Regions from separate parts of the Sus scrofa genome. Here region 1 is linked to region 2. Evidence: chromatin contacts called from public HiChIP or PLAC-seq data. All regions are on one chromosome and are shown on one strand. Each heading gives the region's core, a stretch centred on a gene start, on an enhancer-like site or on the middle of the called end of the contact. The rest is flanking DNA. Distances are from core to core; before and after follow the strand shown. Region 1 overlaps NYAP2 (neuronal tyrosine-phosphorylated phosphoinositide-3-kinase adapter 2). Region 2 overlaps DOCK10 (dedicator of cytokinesis protein 10).

The links. HiChIP or PLAC-seq counts read pairs in DNA pulled down with a chosen protein or histone mark.
Region 1: a contact with region 2 is called in an H3K27ac HiChIP or PLAC-seq map of alveolar macrophages. The contact joins two enhancer-like sites. A contact is called at or near these places in 1 of 47 Hi-C or Micro-C datasets (embryonic fibroblasts) and 1 of 2 datasets of contacts at active chromatin or transcription factors (alveolar macrophages).

Annotation. Positions count from the first base shown.
Region 1 is chr15:127,229,375-127,235,797 of Sscrofa11.1, reverse strand. All of the region lies in intron 6 of NYAP2 (neuronal tyrosine-phosphorylated phosphoinositide-3-kinase adapter 2), which reads right to left. Among named protein-coding and RNA genes, the nearest start is that of NYAP2, 200 kb to the right of the region's middle. Within about 2 kb of position 4,712, at least 3 of the 83 cell types and tissues checked have an H3K27ac peak or open chromatin away from gene starts, as enhancers often do. A contact at or near this core is called in alveolar macrophages, where this site is marked.
Region 2 is chr15:126,683,791-126,689,934 of Sscrofa11.1, reverse strand. The region is part of intron 1 of DOCK10 (dedicator of cytokinesis protein 10); the gene reads left to right. Among named protein-coding and RNA genes, the nearest start is that of DOCK10, 25 kb to the left of the region's middle. Within about 2 kb of position 4,039, at least 2 of the 83 cell types and tissues checked have an H3K27ac peak or open chromatin away from gene starts, as enhancers often do. A contact at or near this core is called in alveolar macrophages, where this site is marked.

The DNA of each region.
Region 1 (6,423 bases), core at 3,463-5,962, 550 kb before region 2:
GCCATAATTCCTCTCACTCTAGGATTTTAATCATGCCACTCTGTATAGTGCACTTGCTTCTTCTTCTTTCCTCCGATTCTCTTCTTTACTAAACTTTTTGTTTTTTGAGGACAGGAGTCATGTCAATTTCACTCCTCACTGTATTTCCCCTAACATAACTAATCCCTGATAAAGACAGTATTTATTGAATGAATTGTTTTAAATCATATTTTAAAGAAGGAAGCAAGTGTTAAAAAGTGAATTATTTCTATATTTCTCATTAAAAAAACCTTTTCCTCCACTTCTTCATCTTTCCCAAAATTCCAGTACGAATTAAAATTAAAAAAAAAAAAAAATCAAGATGCGGGAAACTGCAATCTCTGTCTTGGACAAGAGATGGCAGTGCAAACACACGTTGATAGTCTGCTCTGCTTACAGGCTTTCAGCACTCTAGTTGTTGTGCTAGCATAAATCAGATATACCCTTCTTTTCTGTAATGTCGTCTATGTCTTTTCACAGACTCAGAAAGGGAATTCTTTGCGGATACTGGTGGTGCGGGGGACCCACGGGGCCTTTCCAACTGCCAAGTGAGAGCAATGTCAGAGCCCACCCCTCACAGAGAGAGCAGAGGGTAGGGTCATATTTCCTTTTAGACAAGGAGCTGGCTGTCACAACTCAAGCCAGCAAATTGTCGTGATTCTCAAACCAGATTAATCTACTGAGAGACAAGTAAGATGAAGGTAGTGTCTGCATTATCTGAATTGTTGCCTAGTTATTTTTTTCCCCCCAAGGGAATCAAACAGAAAGTAGATGGAAATTCAGAATTTCTCTCACAAGAATGAAATCGCTATCAAGTTGTATTCGTTCCAGAAGCATTCAGGGTATCTGAATAGTATAGAGCATCATGGTCTATGCATGTATTTAGCAGAAATTAAGTTAAGGGACTGTGTGTGTGTGTAAACTCACACATGTAATTATGTATAGAATATAATAATTTATCTGACTACAAATCAGATCACATAAGACCCAAGCTTAAAACACATAGGTAGCTGTAGATACACAAACACACACACACACACACATATCAGTTAATATCACCAAATTCTACTGCTCGCATAGATTTAACCAATCATCCTGCTGGAAAAAAAAAAAAAAGAAATGGGAAAAGGAATATTAATAATTCAGACAAAACTCTACAAACTACTGGAGCACAGTCCAGTGTCCTTTCTTCCTGAATCAGGGTGAATGATGCTCTCTTACTGTAAAAAAGCAAGCACTATCTTAAGCGAACAGAGGGTCCTTGAAGGCAGAGGTTATCTGTCATCCCCTCACAGGGTGCTGTTCAAAACAGGTGTTTCCACAAGCTTACTGGATGAGTAAATGGCCAAACTCAAGAAAGACAAGCATCCATAATACTGCTATTTTATTAGGAGAAAAAAAGCACATGTATGATATGGTTTCTCAGGTACTCAGGAATGAATTTTTAGATCTATCAAAACAATCAGTTATCAACAACTCTCAGTCACGAGAACAGAAGAATTTCATGGGCTAGGGAGCAGAGAGAACACTTCTTTGAATTTATGAGCCAGGTTATTTGGGACATTGCATTTATCTTCCTAATCCTGTCTCCCGTAGCTTAGCTGGCTTTGTAATCCTGATGCCTGAGTTTAAAATCCGAACGTGGCCTCCTGTCATTTTTAGGTAAGACTCAGGTCCTGAAGGCGGCCAGTGCAGCATCACCCTGGCGGGCTTCTCCTGGAAGCCACTCTCCCACACACACCCTAGAGTCACAGGATCGTCATGCCTCCTGGGTCTTCTCCCTGGATTGTACCTGCTCCTGAATCACCTGCAGCATCAGTTCTCAAGTGATTAGGATGCTACACACCAACCATAAGAGGAAGCATAGTGTCATTTTCCTTGGAGGTTTTGTAGCTTGCAATTACATTTTTTTTTCAGATGCACCCCCAGGAAATGGAAGTTTCCAGGCTAGGGGTCATATTGGAGCTGCAGCTGCAGGCCTATGCAACACCAGCCATGGCAACATCAGAGCCAAGCTGCATCTGCAACCTATGCCATAGCTCACGGCAATGCCAGATCCTTAACCCACTGAGCGAGGCCAGGGATTGAATCTGAGTCCTCATGGACACTGTGTCACATCCTTAACCCTGCTGAGCCACAATGGGAACTCCTGCAACTATATTTTTAATTTTTGTGATGAATAGCAATCTCCCCTACTGGAGCATGCTCAGTGCTTGATAACTTTGTATTGGAAAAAAACAGCAGCATGAATGTATGGATGAATAGATGAATGAATTATTGAGCATGAAGGTGGAAGTAGGGAAACTCAACCCAATTAAATTATGAGAAGAGAGCTCTACTACAGGTCAGAAACCTGAAATCCCTTTTTTTCTTTTTGGTCTTTTAGGGCCACACCCGCAGCAAATGGAGGTTCCCAGACGAGTGGTCCAATCAGAACTGTGGCCACTGTCCTACCCCAGAGCCACAGCAATGCTGGACCCAAGCCATGTTTGCGACCTACACCACAGCTCACAGCAACTCCGGATCCTTAATCCACTGAGCAAGGCCAGGGATGGAACCCACATCCTCATGGATGCCAGTCGGGTCCCCTAACCACTGAGTCATGATGGGAACTCCTGAAATCCATTTCTTAATTTGAATCTACTACTTATCAATGAGCCTGGGCCATTTAATTGATTTCTTGTGAGCTGCAATCTAAATAATCAGATCATAACACCAACCTACAGCTGTATGGGTTTTTGTGAAGATCAAATGAAACAGCACTTATTTTAAAAGCTAACACATGGTATTTAAACTTAAAGAACTATTTTAAATGGGTGACAGATAATCAACAAGGGTGATATACTTAAATTCCATAATTCAGGCTAAATATACTTTGCAATAATCTTAAAGAAAATTTTGTAATTACATCAGATTCTGGGTTTTTTTTTTTTGGCTCTCTGAATCCATGGCATATGAAAGGTCCTAGGCCAGGGACAGAACCCAACCTGCAGCTGTGACCTACACCACAGCGGTGGCAATACTAGATCCTTAACCCACTGTACCACAGCAGGGACTCCCTGGTTTGTCTGATTTTTTTTTTTTTTTAACCTGTGGATTTATTTAACTATTAATTTGAACACAGAAGACCTCAAAATCCTTTGGCTCCTTCAAGTCACAGAAAGTCTTATTGAACTAATATTTTAAGTGCCTAGTTCCTTACATTAGTTATAATTTTGAACTTTATTTCAAGAAAGCCCTTCTCTCCTGGCCATTTAGGCCTGTTCCTGGCACAGAGTCTTTCTCTTTGTCTGCCTCCAGGTTCTTAGCCCTGTACCCTCTGCTTGGTTCCTACCATGTCTGCCCCCAGGAGGGTGGACGTAGGAGGAAGGAGAGGTGAGGCGCTAGGAAAGGTCTTTTTGCTAGGCATTGGCATGGGCTGTGGTGTCTCACACTCTGGCATAGCAGGGAAGGACAGAGAGGTGAACACTCTTCTTGGTGTGCTTTCCTGAGTACCCTGAAGGCCACCTCTCACCAGAAGATCTGGTGTTGGCTCAGTGGTCCTCCTGTGGATGGACCTTGCCCTGTCCTGCAGAGTCCTTGCCACTCCGGGCAGTCACGTGACCTCAGCTATCCAAGGTTTTTCTCCATGGCCTCATCCAGTCCATGGGAAACACACCTTACTCACCTCTTCAACTTGTCATCAGTGGCTGGAGACTTACTTGCCAAGCAGTTATCTGCTCTGTGTCCCTAGGCTATCCAGCTAACCTCCCGTACTTCTTCTTCTTCTTTTTGAAATGGTGTCCCTTCAATGACTAGAAACAAATCACAAGATTGCAAGATTTCCATGTGGTCCCATGAAAGTCTCTCTCTCTTGATGTTTCATTGGGGAGTGTGGGGGGGGCATTTCTCCCTTCTCATCCCTCCTCAATAAGAAATAGATGTTCACCTCTCTCTCTTTCTCTCTCTCTCTCTCTCTCTCTCTCTCTCACACACACACACACACACACACTCACACAGGTTATTTCAAAGTCTCTCTCATAGCTGGTTTCTAGCCTCTCCACCTCTAACCCCTCTCCTAGGATAGAGAAGAGTTCAGTTAAGAACAATGACAGTCACTTTGAACACCTTCTTTCCAAGGTCTGTTTCTGTGCTCTGGCTTTTTGCCTTGGAACCCGAGAGGCATCACCCCCCATCATTTCATAATTAGCTGGCCGAATTTTATACCCTGCTTGTTCATGTTCAAACCCCAGAAAGACACACGTTGCCCATTTAAAATGGTTAAGACCAAGTTCTCCTTTTCTGGTTGTTTCTTAAATCCATAACACCAGTATCAGGAGAAATGCAAATAAAACTGTTTCTCTGGTGAACACAAATTCTAGCAGCCAGGAGTCCTAGTTTTCCGCAGAGAAATAAAAGCAAGGCAATTAGGGATATGCCTTACACCACTCTCCAAAGACTCTCCAAGGGAGAATTCTGTTATGTGTTTACTACTAGAATTCAGAAAAGGAGAGTTCAACTCTAGAGTGTGAAATTAGTGAGCAGAATCTAGCAACCGAGCTGGCCAGTATTCCCTGAGGAATAACCCAGTACCCAATTAGAACTAGGAAGGAGCAGATGCAGAGAACTGAGTTCTGGTGCCTGAGCCAATAGTAAAGAATGACAGCCTGGAGGATCATAGATGCAGAAAGCCCACAGCTGCCTGCGGCTGTTGCGGAGCCAAGCAGGAAGTTAGTCAATACCCCACAGCAAAGCCCGAATGACAGTGGGGACCTGAATTCTACCAGACTGGTTTGCACTTCCTATTGCATAATAAAAATGAATGTCACGGAACTCATAGTCTCCATCAAGACACAGGCTCCTCACAGGAAACTATAACAGCCAAAGGCGATGCTTTGAGAAGTGGGGTGGTGGAGCAAAAGATGGGAGAGTGGGTTTTCACTTATTTCTTCGACTTTTTTTCAATGAGAATGCTGAACTCATATAATAATAATAATGGTAATAAATTATTTCCATTTAAGGGAAATGAACAAAACTGACACAATGGCTAAACTCATTGAGTTAAAATGACACTCACTTGGTTTTGTTCTTAGTCCATAGATCAGGTGGATGGTTCTTCTGGGCTGGACTGAGCTCACTCATGCACCCATGGTTGGCTGTGGGTCAGGTAGGTGTCCCTGCTATTTCTTGCTGCACTTTCTAACGTGTTTGGGGGTTGGCTGGCTAAAGGCTAAGGACTCTTGGCTTTCTTCCATATGTATCTTATTTTCCAAGAGGCTAGCTCAAGTTTGTTTACATGGTGGAGTAGGGTTGGAAAAAGCAAGTGGAAGCATTCATGGCCTCTTGAGGCTAAGGCTCAGAACAGATACAAGGTCACTTCCATTGCATTTGATGGGTCAATGGAAGATGCAAAGCCAAGCCAGATTTAGGGCATAGGAAAGAGACCTCACTTCTTGATAAGGAGCTATTAAAGCACTTTACAAAGAACACAGATACAGGAGGAGGAGAATGATTGGGAATAACTGGGACAACTACAGCATGCCAGAAGTCCCTGGCCACATGAAAAATACAGAAGAGGGAGAAGAGGATAGGGTTTGGGAATTATGTTGCCATATTAAAATGTTTACTACTGATCAGGTTCTAAAAGTTTACCTTTTTCATCCACACTTCTGGGAGCGACCTGTAGAGAACACGCTATCTATCCCCTCTTAATTGCCTGGTTTTTACTTGTCATGCTGGCACAAAATTTAATACCACTTTTTCCAAGAAGCCTGTCTGAATGACAGTGAATAAATCATATGATCGGGTCCAGCATGTCCCCCCATAACATTCATAAGAAATCTGGTATTTTATTCTCTGTTTTCTCTGCTGGACCAGGAGCTCTGGGAGGGTGGGATCTGGTCTACCACATTTACCTTGTGCCCCTTGCACCCCCAGCACCTAGTTCCTGCATGACACAGGATAGATGCTCAATAAATTTTTGTTAAATAAACACAATGGAGGCGTTCCTGTCATGGCGCAGTTGAAACGAATCCGACTAGGAACCATGAGGTTGCGGGTTCAGTCCCTGGCCTCACTCAGTGGATTAAGGATCTGGCATTGCCATGTGCTCTGGTGTAGGTTGCAGATGCGGCTCAGAGCCGGCGTTGCTGTGGCTGTGGCGTAGGCCAGCAGCTACAGCTCCTATTTGACCCCTAGCCTGGGAACCTCAATATGCTGTGGGTGCGGCCCTAAAAAGACAAAAAGACCAAAAAAAAAAAAAAACCACAATGGGAATGAATATCTGAATTAAGAGATGAATGAGGAGCTCCCCAGTGGCCTTGCAGTTAAGAATCCAGCATGGTCACTGCTGTGGCTCAGGTTTGATCCCTGACTCAAGAACTTCTGCATGCTGTGGGTGCAGCCAGAAAAAAAACACGATGGATA
Region 2 (6,144 bases), core at 2,790-5,289:
TTTTTATACTTTTACTGATGATTCTTGTTTTCTTTTAGCATGTGTTGGGGAGATTTGATTTTCTTCAGCAAGTGTTCCAGAAACTAATGGTGGGATGATTATGAGACGTCGTTTTGTAGAAGGAAATTTTTGAATTTACTTAAGTTGCATTTTGAAGTCTCACTAGCATTTTTTTCAAAACTATGTTGGTAATTAGGAACAGTCCCCTTCCATCATCAAGTTCACAGGCTTCATTACACACTGCATGAGTTTCCTATATGAAATTCCCAAAACAAAATTCACAACAATAAATGTAAGCAGGTGTCTCCATTTAGGACAATTCCATGTATTTGAATTTTTGCCCAACTCTTGGGACAAAAGGTCTCTCTGGCCCCAAGCATCTCTTGTGAAAATGTTTTGTTTACATCAAACTGAATTGTGCAGTATAAAAATGTCTTACCCATTCCATCCAAGTTCTAGTAAATACCCAGTCTGAAGTCTCAAATTTCTCCAGGCAAAAATTCTGGAGGTGTATATAGTTTTGTTTTTTTTTTAACTCAATGAATTTTATTACATTCAGAGTTGTACAGCAATCATCACAATCCAATTTTATAGCATTTCCATCCCAAACTCTCAGCCATTTGAAGATTCTTTTTGACTTTCAGTTTAGGTTAACTGTTAAATTCTACACCTATAGGAGTTCCCGTTGTGGCACAGTGGAAACGAATCTGACTGGTATCCATGAGGATGCAGGTTTGATCCCTGGCCTCGCTCTGTGGGTGGGGGAACGGGTGTTGCCATGAGCTGTGGTGTAGGTCGCAGACATAGCTCTTGGATCCCGAGTTGCTGTGGCTATGTTGTAGACGGGCGGCTGCTGCTCCAATTCAACTCCTCATCTGGGAACTTCTATATTCCGTGGGTGTGACCCTAAAAAGACAAAAAAAAAAAAAAAATCTACACTTGTAGGAAGATGTGTGGTTGTGCAAATGAATTTTCTGTAAAAGAATGACTTGTTTTTACTGTCACAGGGATGCTGTTGATGAGCTGTGACTTGGACCCAATGGTATGGGTCCTGGCTGGCAAAATTAAATTTTGGAGAGCAGTTCTCCTGTTTCCTTACCCTGCTGCAATAAAGTCTTCAAAACAAAAACAAAAACAAAAACCTTCAAGGAGCAGGTGAAAGGTTACCCACAGAAAGGGAGCAGGCAGCTGAATCAGTCCCAACCAGAGAGATGGGCTTAGAGTGGTTAAATAACTTGCTCATGATTAGACAATTTTAAGTGGTAGGGGTAATTCTCAAGCTCCAGAACTCACAATCATAGCTACTCTGTTGTGAAATACTGTGTGTGTGTGTGTGTTTGTGTGTATCCATTACAACATCTTGCACTTTACAGAATCATGGAAAAACGCATAATGGAGGAAAATGCAAATTTTAATGTTATTGAGTGTAGAATCCATCCTGAATTGTGTTCTTATGTGACTGACTAAATGGAAAAGAAGTTTCCGTGACGGTTCATTAAAAAATAACTTATTGAAATGAAACTTTCAGAACTTGGTAGGACAGCCTCCATTATTTGATGTCTGGGTCCCATCTGTGTCATGTGGTGAACTTCCAACTGACTCCAATTCCCAAAGGAATTGTACCAGTTTTGTTATCCTGACACAGTGATTTATCTCTGGGAGTGTGCTCAAGAACCCTGAAGAACACAGATGCCTACATTTGCATGTTTTGGTGGAGATCTGGGGAAGAAATGGCAAACAAGGCAATAATAACAACAAACTCCTGTGCCTTTTTCTACTACCCTCTATCCCAACTGAATTAGGAAATCAAACTGAAAATTCAAAAAAGCTGAAATCTACCAAAATATATATGATTTTAGACCGGAAGTCACAATCTGCTGCAAGTATTTGATGTGCAAACTTCACCACGGAATAGAGTGAAACTCCACCCTAGAGCATGCAAGGTTTTCATGGATACATCCTTTCCAGGGTTTCTCTTTTTCCCACATTTCTCCCACTTCTCTAACATATTTTAAACAAATACAATTTATTCAAATAAACAGGAAGGGCAGTTTTGAATGGAGATGTTTTTGTAGTCATACCTTGGCATCCCGGGGTGAGTAGTAGAGCCATAGATTGTGGTTATGAGGCATTAGTATCTTCATAACTTTAGCCGAAATGAAGCACTGATGGACTAATGATTCACTCACTATTTAGCCCATGGCCTACCACTGCAGTCAGGTCCTCTGATGGACATGGGATATATTGCTGAACTTGACCTTAGGGTCCCTACCACATTGGCTATTCAGCACAAGACAAAGCTCTCCAGCACCCTCACCTTCATTAAACTCCCTTGCCTTTTGCCCAACACTCCCACCAAAAAGAAATTCCTGAAAGAAATTTCTGATTGTTTTATCTTTGCAGATGTGTTTAAAGCTGATGAATATAAACAGTCTATTTCTGTGTCACATTTGCATTCCATCACATTTATGGAGGTGTCTTCACTCAGGTTGTAAGAGGAGTGCGTATGTGTCTGAAACACAAGATTCGTGGGAATCTAAACAAATCCCGTTTTCTTTAACAGGAGGCAGTGCTTTAGTGTATCTTAGAAATTAGATTGCTGAAGATGGAGATTGTCCTAAGTGACAGCAAGTGTTGTTTCATTTATCTCATGTTGAGATGCTTGCAACACGTTTTTAGGAAGTTACATCATCTTACAATTGCCATCAAGCTGACAAATTGTCCCTTGGAATCTTAAAATAGCTACCTCTACTCAGAGGAGAGAAACCCTGCAGAATGCATTACAGCCATCAGTGTCACTGTTGTTCATACAAATATTATAATAAAGTCTGATTTTTTGGAGAACAATCATAATAAAACAAAGTAGAAGGGAAAGTTGCCTTTAAAATATTATATGTTGCTGAGTTACATTGTTTGGCAGAAAATAGAGCCTTTGTTTTCTGATTAGCTCATGATTTTTCTCCTGCTTTGCCAATATGTTCACCATATTTTATCCTGGTCTTTGCTGTGACTCATCTGTTCCACTCGATAGAATATATTGACCACAGATGAACATAAATGTATGTCTTATTCTCAACAAAATGTCAAGGACATACAATTAGAATTGTTATGGCTCCTCTTTTTAAAATGTTACATACTTGATATCGATTGCTAGACTATTCACTTATGAATCATGGCTAATGTGAGTATTATAGGAAAGCAAAATCACATTACATTGTTGGCAGTTTCAAATTATGAAAAGACATAGAGGTAAGTGCTGTGTCTGCCTAGACACATAGTTGGTTTTATGTTGCGTCTGTATTTCTGACGAAGCTAGATTCATAAGGAATTAAGGCACAAGAACACCATATGGAAAGCAGATTCACTTGTAATGGACACCCGTGTCTTCGGGGCTTCGGCTTGTTGGTTTAGCTTTGTCAATTGGTCACATTGGCTTATTGAAAGCATGGGAACTTAACCTAAATGATACTCAGATTTTGGCTGCTGGTCCTTAGCTTAATGATCGTGAAATCAGCAGACCATGCTTTGCAGAATAAAAACCAAACATGAAAAACTTCCAATCTTTTTGTCTGTCGCATTCCAGCCCAATACCAAAGCCAGGGCTCGGGGCTGTGTTTGCTAAGGAGCTCCCAACGATGAGAGGATAAACCGTCTGTGGCAGAATGGGAGATTTGGTGGCCGAGAAACGTGGTGCAGGCCACTGTGTTGGATAGAAAATAATAGGCATTGAACAGCTGGAGCCACATGGAAGCCAGGAGGGGAGTAGATGCCAGGAGTGGCAGGAATGGGTTTAAAGAAGAAAACCAGGCAGGAGCCTGGAACACTGAAGTGGGGTTGGCTTGAGGGTTTGTATCTGAGCCAGGAAAAAAAAAAAAAAAAAAATTAAACCCGGCTCTCTGGAGCTTTAAAGTTGCCAACCCCCAAATTCACAGTTGTCTTCTTTTTAGTTAACCATGAGACTCTGCTTCAGATCTTGGAAACCCAGAGCCCGAATTAGTTGGCCAGTGTGGTATTTCTCCATATCTGTTCAGGAAACTACCCCATCATGTGGTTCGGGGGACAGCCTTTACTCACTCGAAATCCCACACGTAATAAATAGCAGGGTCCTAGGGATATGAGGGCTGCAGCACAGGCAGAGAACCCCCTCTTCTTTTCCTGCTCCTTCTCCTCCTCCTCCTCCCCCTTCCTCCTCTCTCCTTCCCCTCCTTCTTCTTCTTCTGCCGCACCTGCAACATATGAAAGTTCCCAGGCCAGGAATTGAATCCAAGCCTTGTCTGTGGCAACACCAGATCCTTTAACCCACTGCACAGACCAGGGATGGAACCCGTACCTCAGCCTTGACCTACCCCCCTGCAGTGGGATTCTTAACCCACTGAGCCACAGTGGCAACTCCCACAGGCAGCCAATGAACAAAATATTAGAGGATTGGTGTCCACTGTGGCTCAACTCATAAGCTGTTTTCTCTCTTACATCATCACGGAAGTGTTTCAACAATTTAAAAGGAAAGGTATAGGGAAGGGATAGCCACTCAAAACCAGATTGTTGCTAATTGATAACAGAGCTTTGCATACATACACATGGCAGCTTGGAAAGGTCTGGAACTTCCCCCACTTTGGCGACGGCTTAATCCCCTTCTGTGAAACCAGCGGAATGCTCTGTCCTAGGGAGAGAACGATGGTTAAGACAGGATGCACGTTGCTCATTTTGCTCAGCTCCCTGATTCAGTCCTGCAAGGAATGGCAGCTCGCTCCACATGGATTCCTGGGCCAGGGTTTCTCCCTTCCACCTGTTCAGAAGCAGAGATGAGCAGTTCAGTCCCCACGCTTGCTATGACACCCAAAAGAGAAGAGAGGAAACTAAATCTTTTGTTAAAAATAATGCTTCTATGTGGTCTTTTTGTCTTTCAGGGCCGCACCTGCGGCATATGGAATTTCCCAGGCTAGGGGTCCAGTCGGAACCCTACTGGCCTACGCCAGAGCCACAGCAACACAGGATCTGAGCTGCATCTGTGATCTACACCACAGCTCATGGCAACACTGGATCTTTAACCCACTGATCGAGGCCAGGGATTGAACCCGCATCCTCATGGATGCTAGTCAGGTTCGCTAACCACTGAGCCATGATGAGAACTCCTAAGCTTCTATTTCTTTCATCAGCATCTTAATAGTTTTCAGAGTACAGTTCTTTTGTCTTTTTAGGTAATTTTATTCCTATTTATTTTATTCTTTTTGTTGTGATGGTAAATGGGAAAGTTTCCCTAATTTCTCTTCCTGATCTTTCATTGTTAGTATGTAGAAATGCAGTGGATTTCTGTTGTATTAATTTTGTCTTCCTGCAACTTTACCAAATTCATTGATGAGCTCTAACAATTTTCTGCTAGTTAAAAAAAAAAATGCTTCCTCAGGCACTGTATTTTCCTTTGAAAGTGTTTGAATACTGCACGTAAAAAGCAAGTTATTACATTGGTACAATATTCCTGAAAGCTTACTTTCTGTTGTAGAAAATCCAGTCAAACATGAGATGTAGGGCAGCTCTAACCTAGAGGCCTCCCCGCTGTGAATAGAGAATGCGTGTTATTCCAGCAGAGTAGCTGACCTGGAGAGGCAGCCCATGGGGCTGGCAACCAGACCAGGGCCTCTGTTCTCTGTTGGCCAGAATAAGGAAGAACAGATGCAATTATAAATAGAATTATAGCCCAAACCAGAATTCCTTGGATAACCCAGTCAACACAAGGTTTTGTTTGATTCAATTTTCTAGATGATTTCATCAATGATTAACCTAACTTTGTTAGTGGAGATCTGAAAGGAGAGCCAGCTTCAACATAGTCAGCAAGGCCAGCATTTCCTTTTGGCTTCTTTTTTTTTTTTTCCTTGAGTGGTAGACATTGCTCCAGTTATTGGCTTCTTTGGCTAGACAGAGCTATCTACATTTTTTTTTTTTTTTTTTCTGACAAAGCAGAAAAAGATTCCCTAAGAGACTGTTTAGAAATCTAAAAGAAAATGGATAAGCTGGAGACATACTCATGCTGAATAATGATTTTAGATGTTTTGCCCCAATGGCATACAAGGTCAAATCCGTCTCTGTCTCTGTTTCTCTCTCCCTGTTTCACTACAGTATTTTTTTTTATTACCCAAATGAATTTAT